Linked DNA regions of Mus musculus: region 2 is linked to region 1. A link is a contact called in public Hi-C data. All regions are on one chromosome and are shown on one strand. Each heading gives the region's core, a stretch centred on a gene start, on an enhancer-like site or on the middle of the called end of the contact. The rest is flanking DNA. Distances are from core to core; before and after follow the strand shown. Region 1 overlaps Celf2 (CUGBP, Elav-like family member 2). Region 2 overlaps Celf2 (CUGBP, Elav-like family member 2).

What was found. A called contact is a pair of places that touch in the nucleus more often than the background predicts.
Region 2: a Hi-C map of CD8 T cells shows a contact between it and region 1, with 2.5 times the contacts expected there. The contact joins two enhancer-like sites. A contact is called at or near these places in 5 of 484 Hi-C or Micro-C datasets (CD4 T cells, CD8 T cells, embryonic stem cells and 1 more) and 1 of 115 datasets of contacts at active chromatin or transcription factors (CD8 T cells).

What each region holds. Positions count from the first base shown.
Region 1 is chr2:6,670,780-6,674,616 of GRCm38.p6, reverse strand. All of the region lies in intron 2 of Celf2 (CUGBP, Elav-like family member 2), which reads left to right. Among named protein-coding and RNA genes, the nearest start is that of Gm52546, 190 kb to the right of the region's middle. Within about 2 kb of position 1,671, at least 12 of the 459 cell types and tissues checked have an H3K27ac peak or open chromatin away from gene starts, as enhancers often do. A contact at or near this core is called in CD8 T cells, where this site is marked.
Region 2 is chr2:6,785,234-6,789,070 of GRCm38.p6, reverse strand. All of the region lies in intron 1 of Celf2 (CUGBP, Elav-like family member 2), which reads left to right. Among named protein-coding and RNA genes, the nearest start is that of Celf2, 98 kb to the left of the region's middle. Within about 2 kb of position 2,065, at least 24 of the 459 cell types and tissues checked have an H3K27ac peak or open chromatin away from gene starts, as enhancers often do. A contact at or near this core is called in CD8 T cells, where this site is marked.

The sequences.
Region 1 (3,837 bases), core at 422-2,921:
TCGGCTCACTTCCTCTTTACAGAAGACCAATTACTGCTGTTCCTACTGGCATCTGGTCTACCTCACCAGGATGACATGGGAAAGTGACTGGACAGTACCTTGGGATAGTAACCGCTGTCACCTTAGGGAAGCCATTCAGTGTGACTTTCCTTACTGACTTGTTAGCTTTTACCTTAAATTTCTCTCCTCTCCTCTCCTCTCCTCTCCTCTCCTCTCCTCTCCTCTCCTCTCCTCTCCTCTCCTCTCCTCTCCTCTCCTCTCCCCTCCCCTCCCCTCCCCTCCCCTCCCCTCCCCTCCCCTCCCCGAATAGAAAATGTAATCAGATTTTCTGTTTGCTTATTATCTTTTATTCCAAAGGACAAACAGCATTTTCTGTTACAGAAGAACCTGCTTTCTTCATTGGCACTGTCCCCTGTGAGGTCTGAACAAGCACTCATAAGCTCAGCAGTGAGCTTACATTTCTATTACTGGGAACTGGGGCAAAAGTGTTTAAAGAAACAGCTAATTGTAGCACTTGCTCCACGAGGGGGGCAAAGATGACTTCAACATTTTTTCAGATACTTCTACAAATATCAGATACTTTAAAGGATTATTCCAGAGAACCCAGAAGAGGACAGCATAGGTTCTTGTCATTTCTTCAGTTGAGAGTCATACTTGGAATTTAGAAAGTGATAGCTTAGGAAGGGATAACACACACCTCAGGCCTCAGGACTCTTTGCCAGAAGTCTAGAAAATACACATTTAATGTGTTTGTTTTTTTAGTAACAACAAACACAGAAAAAAACAAACAACAACAAAAATCTGAGCTTTTTCCTGGCACAAGATTCAAAACAGCAAGGCTTTCTTCAGAGTGCTATGAGACTTAGAGAGGATGACCCCTCCCAGGGAAGCTAAGGGAGAAGCTGGCTTCGCCTGGCTCTCCTGACGGTGAGTAGAAGTGCCTTCTCAGGAGGAGTCTGAAGGAGTGATAGGATGCCACTTAGCTGGGTGTGGTCAGCACTTGTTCCTTTCCCAGATTAGCTGAGACACTCCATCTAATTTACTATGTGGTGTGGTTCTGTCTGGAGTAATTGAAAGTTGTTGGAAAGCACTGGGGCCTGACCCCAGGCGACCAGAGGAACAAATATGGCATTTGGTAATTCAGATAGTGGTGCCCACATGATAAAAGTTCTAAAAACAAGTAGACTATCTTTCTAGGTAGTACTTTGTATATCAAGATGCCAATTATGGGCCAGGCAGTGGTGACGCACACCTTTAATGCCAGCACTTGGGAGGCAGAGGCAGGTAGATTTCTGAGTTTGAGGCCAGCCTGGTCTACAAAGTAAGTTCCAGGACAGCCAGGGCTATACAGAGAAACCCTGTCTTGAAAACAAACAAAACAAAAAACAAAAAAACAATTGCCAATTATATCAAACTCTATAAACCTAAGCTAATTGGCTAAGGCTTCATTAAAAATTGATTCATACAGGATGGGGCTTTGTTGTTGTTATTGTTGTTGTTGTTTGTTTTTTTAGGGTTCCTGCTGTTTTAGAAACACTTTTTAAAAGGAAAGGGGTGTTTTGGGTGACTTAGAGACATGTAAAACAAGTTAAATTTGGGGTTATAAAAGGACATAGGTGATACAAAAGGAGGCTCAAACACCTCTTGGATCTTTGAAAATAATGTAAAACCAATCAAGTGGTTTGGAGGCGGTCTTCCTGGGCTGTGTATGATAGGCAGTGCCTTGGAAGGACACTCCTCTGCCAGCAATTCTCAGGAAGTTTCCCTGAGTCTTTTCTTCGTTTGTTTGTTTGTTTTTGATTGGGAACAGAATTTTGCTATGTAGCCTTGTCTGGCCTCCCTGATCTGAAATTATAGGTATGTGCTACCATACCTGGAGTTTTAAGTAGGTGATTGAAAGCTATCTGTAAAATGGAGGAGCTGGAAGACTAGGCTCGAAGAGTCAGCTTTTAAAACTGTGTGATGGTACAGAAAAGGACATAAAGACCACAGAATGTAACACTGCCTCTGTTTTCTCTAGTTTTCTTTTCCTTACTTTGGAGGTTAGAAGTAATAAGAAAGAGAGGGTATACAAAGACACCCTCTAATTTCCTGTGGCTTTTCTGGTTAGCTAGATGAACTTTGCTTTATTTGCACATATCATACCTGCTATGCCTGTCTTTGTGCTCATGTCACTGCAGCCCCCAGCTCCCCATCTAGGCACAGAGAAGCCACAGGAATTAAAGCATAACCAAGAGCACAGGAATATGTTTAGAAGATATGGGGCCAAGTTTTAAGTATTAGCTTGTGAAATTAATAGTATCACTTTTAAAACTATATTTCACATTTTTCATAAGCAAACCTCATGTTAAGAATACAGTAGATCCATCCCATATTCAGCTATCAAACGCAGACACTATTGCACATGCCAGCAAGATTTTCCTGAAAGGACCTAGATATAGCTGTCTCTTGTGAGGCTATGCCAGTGCCTGGCAAATACAGAAGTGAATGCTCACAGTCATCTATTGGATGGATCACAGGGCCCCCAAGTGGAGGAGCTAGAGAAAGTACCCAAGGAGCTGAAGGGGTCTGCAACCCTATAGGTGGAACAACAGTATGAACTAACCAGTACACGCCCAGAGCTCGTGTCTCTAGCTGCATTTGTAGCAGAAGATGTCCTAGTCAGCCATCATTGGGAAGAGAGGCCCCTTGGTCTTGCAAACTTTATATGCCCCAGTACAGGGGAACGCCAGGGCCAAGAAGTGGAAGTGGGTGGGTAGGGGAGCAGGGCTGGGGGGGGGTATAAGGGACTTTCAGGATAGCATTTGAAATGTGAATGAAGAAAATATCTAATAAAAAAATTGAAAAAAAAAACACAGTAGAATGAATGAACACACAGAGCACTTATCCCCATGGCACAAGCTAGTAAGGGTACATCTGATATGTCTTCATTGGCAAGGGCGAGTCTCCTTGATAGGAAGATGTGGCTGAAGGAAGAGCTGCCCTTTTGACTCTTCAGTGGTCCTAAGAGCCTCCTTGAGCATCTCTGGACTTTCTAAAAATAGTGCTTTGTCGTTTTTTAACCTCAAAACATTAAATGTATAGTTACATTCTAGACCATTGAACAACACACTTGGTTTTGCCTTGTGTTTGTTTGTTTGTTTTGCCTTGTTTGTTGTTTTGCTTTATTTAAGATCAATCCTAACATTGCTTTTAAAAATTAATCAGATAGCTGTCTCTTGTGAGACTATGCCGGGGCCTAGCAAACACAGAAGTGGATGCTCACAGTCAGCTAATGGATGGATCATAGGGCTCCCAATGGAGGAGCTAGAGAAAGTAGCCAAGGAGCTAAAGGGATCTGCAACCCTATAGGTGGAACAACATTATGAACTAACCAGTACCCCGGAGCTCTTGACTCTAGCTGCATATATATCAAAAGATGGCCTAGTCGGCCATCACTGGAAAGAGAGGCCCATTGGACTTGGAAACTTTATATGCCCCAGTACAGGGGAACACCAGGGCCAAAAAGGGGGAGTGGGTGGGCAGGGGAGTGGGGGTGGGTGGATATGGGGGACTTTTGGTATAGCATTGGAAATGTAAATGAGCTAAATACCTAATAAAAAATGGAAAAAAAAAATTAATCAGAATTTTTTTTTTTTTTTGAAGCCTGTAACTCCTTTATAAAAAGTGCAAATACATGGTCTTGACCAGGAGAGAGCTAGAAATTGATAGGTAAAACTACAGTATATGGGAAATTTATTGAGTTTAAAATCATCTTATATCAACAACCTTCTGACTCTAAAAAATATATTCTCTGCATAGTAGCTAAAATTTGGGGAGAAAATAGATTACAAGAGA
Region 2 (3,837 bases), core at 816-3,315, 110 kb before region 1:
ACCATCACCACCACCAACAACAACAACAAAAAAACCTCACTACTAACCAAGTCTCTCTTCTCATTCTATTACATTAGTAACAGTTTCTTATGACTTCAAATGCATTCCAACCTAATGTTAAAAAAATTTAGGACAGAAAATAAAGTTAAGAAATCAGTTGGAGTTTTTTATTGAATCTTGTTCAAGGTATACTATTATTTCTTATAAAATTCTCCTGATCCTGACTGCTCCTGGCAGCATTCGTATTGTTTTATCTAATGCAATTTAGTAGTTATAATAGTTACCGTAAGTATTTCAAGTTGAGCTGTCTTGCCCATTACTCGTTTTATGGTATGTCTATAGTAAACATTAAGAAACCACAGCTGGAAGTGATATTTCCTTGAATGATTAATTTTTAAAAAACCCTCGAAAACATTTATACATCTTCCGTTTGACTTAACATATTCAAAAGGTGTTTCAATGGTATTGTCCAATCTTGATATACCTAGAGAAAGGGCAGACATTTTAAAAGTACACCTTCAAGTTGGGGAAGTTTTTCAGAGTTAAAAATAGAAGATGAAAATAGGGTAGAAAACCTGACTTCCCAGTTCAGTGACTTTTCTGGGTAGTTCCTTTACCTAGAACCACTTAACTTCTATTTTCTCAAAGGTTTTCTCGACTCTGGACCCTGGGACCAGATTGGGGAAATGTATCGTTGCATTTCAGAAGCAGGCATCCTCCAGTCCTTTCTGGCCGCTGTCTTTACTTTGAGACACAAATAGCTGTCACAAAAAAATTAGCTTGATTTTTGTGACCAAGTACACAGGGAGTATCTATCTTGCTCTTCCATTCCTGGCTTTAGGATCCTGCTGGTGCCTGAGTCTCTAGTTTCCTATGACTTTGCTTTTTCTACTAGGAGCATCCCCAGATGGTAGGTGTGTCTGCTCTACACCAGTATTACGACCATCATTACCTCTAATGAAAGACTTTTCAGTTGGTTATAGGTTATAGGTTATAGGTTGGTTTCTTGTCCAAGCTCTGTCCTTCCAGGGTATAATACCATATAACCACATGAATGTATTAACAACACACGATGTCACATAACACTGAATTGTAGGTTCTCATCATTGTGCTTCAGTTACTGAAGTTTGATGAACCATGTTACTCACTGAAGGTCATGAGGCCTGCTACTGAACCCCGGCATCCCACATGCTAACCAGAAGAGCTAATTCAGGGTTATTGAAAGAAGGACTAGTGATGCTTAGACTCTTGTCAGTTTGACAAATGAGATATATTTTTATATAACCTACTTTGGATCAAATAGACCAAGTCAAGGACTGTTATAGCGGAAATAAAGAAGCTGATAAGTAAAGTTCTTACCATCAACAGAGACGAGCTCTTCTTCAGCCATCTTCGTTCTGTCTAGGCAGGGTCATGACCCTATTTGCCTTTCTCTAATTAATCCGAGAGCAGTAGACTCTGGTCTAGAAGCCAGGCTAATTCAAAAGCTCATGCTAATTCTTGTTCCTGCTCAGGTCTGTTTGTTCTTGGGTCAGGGCAAGTTTGATAACAATTCAAATCCAAGTGTACTGGGGAAGAATAAAAAAAATCTCTGGCATAGAAAAAGGCATCCCAGAGGAGTTCATAAGGAAGACTCTAAAAGGAAGACAGCAACCACTGATGTCATCCTTTCTGAAAAGAAAGAATTACTACAGGGTACTTTCTCTTCATTTAAGACGGTTGCTACATTTTTTTCTCTTTTACATATATTCATTGTGTGTGTGTGTGTGTGTGTGTGTGTGTGTGTGTATGCACAAGAGCAAGTGCATCCAGTGACAGAAATAAGGAAGTCATAAGACAATGTGTAAGATTCCATCAGGCACTCTGTGGCTCCTGGGATCAGAGCTCAGGCTTAGTTTCAAGCACCTTTACCTGCTAAGCTGTCTCACCAGCCTTAAGACAGAAAAACTTTGACTATAACAGTAAGTAAAAAAGCACACTTCTTTCTGTATAACATACATATCTGTTCTTTCTCTGCTGCTAATGAGGCTGTCTCATCCTTGCTGTAATTTCCATTACCACTAGGGGTTTTGATGGCAGCTTGGCCCTGAGCACGGGGTGATAACACCACCTGGGCTATGATCTGAGGGAGAGGAGACAACTTCCTCATAACTCTCTTATCTCTTCAATTTGAGTAGATTCCAAAGGCAAAACCCAGTTTAAAATGCAGATAACAGGCAGAAAGGCATTTAGGGTTGTCCTACAAGAAATACAGATGATTTCAGCTGAGATGTTGGCCAGAGAAATGGAAGTTTCGTCCTGGGGTGTCAGACTGTCTTTTAACTTCATGAGTTCCTCTCATCTTTCAGAATCTACACAATAGGAGAGTTGTTTGGAAACATAGGGGTTACATGAACTTGTGACTTCCTGAGGAAGTGAGTGTACTGGTAGAATACCTTCACCTTTTAATACCAGTGTGTTGCAAAATTATTCTGCTCTTCAGTAAAAATGATTAATAGTCCCCATCCATCACACTGTATAGCGTGGTAATCTAAGTACCATATAGCTTATAAAATATAGTTGGCAATAATTCACAAAACAGTCATATTTTAATAACATATTGGAAGAAGAAAAACCCATTTTCAATATATTCTGGCCTATCTTCCCTCCAGATTTTGCCATTAAAGATAATCTTGAAGTCAAATTTTCCCCTTCTTCATTGGTGCTTTACTGTTTTTCTAAACAAAACAAAACAAAACAAAACAAAACAAAAAAAAACAAAAGAAAATCAACGTGTTTCAAAAAAGAAAGAAAGAAAGGAAGGAAGAAAGAAAGAAAGAAAAGAAAAGAAAAAAGAAGAGAAGAGAAGAGAAAGTTGAGCATCCTCATAGCACATAGGCTTGGAATTCTAGATCTTGTTCCACTTCTGCCTTGGTTGTAATCCAGTTAATATCAGTGAAACTGATTCTACTACAAGTTTGTATTGTTGTTTGTGATCAAGTAAAACCTTTTCCCTACCTAGTACATTTGTAGGTTGTTCTCCTTACTTATTTGACTTGTCTTTGTCAGTAACTTATTTCTCCTCTCAACTATATAAAATAGGAATAGAGTAAGCTGCTACCATTTTCATGTCAGAATTCTTTTCTTACTAAATGTAACCTCGTTATCCCTATTATTAGAAACTCAGTTTTCCTACTCTTTAAAAACATGTTTATTTTTATAATGTATGTGGATTGTCTGCTAAGAATGATATTAATTAAAGAAAACAATATTTTTCCCTTTAAAGGTAGTCAACACATGGGACATTAACTAGGTTGAGTTCATAATAAATGTAAGTAGACTTTTCTGAAAAATAAAAAAAAATCAGTATTGTGAAGTTAGTATTCATTCTGATGATGGATAAGTAAATGAAAATAAGTAATGAAAGTAAAAAATGATGCTTAGCCACTCTTGTAGTCTCCACCTCTCACCAGTATGTGAACAGTGAAGTTTATGGCTGTAACAATGGACAGGATTTTCTCATTTGGGAAGAGCTCCCATTGTATTCTATAACATGAAGCACTTTTAATGCATGGAAAAATGTTTAGTATTCAAAGCTGTACACCTCAGGGCAGGTAGGAAAGGAAACACTCGTCTGTGTTTGTCACTGTCTAGTTATCGTCTCTGAATTGGAAAGCTTCCGTCAGTAAAACAAAATCTCTAGTAGGATTGAGATGGAGAAATTTTGAAACACCAGTCAAAACTAGATATTTCCTTAATACCTCTGAGGCTTTCTAGTTCCAGCTGTGGAGCTTGACTGTCTCTCATGCAGCTCTCAATCCTTCACACTGTTTAATTGAACATTTAGGGTTGATTGGA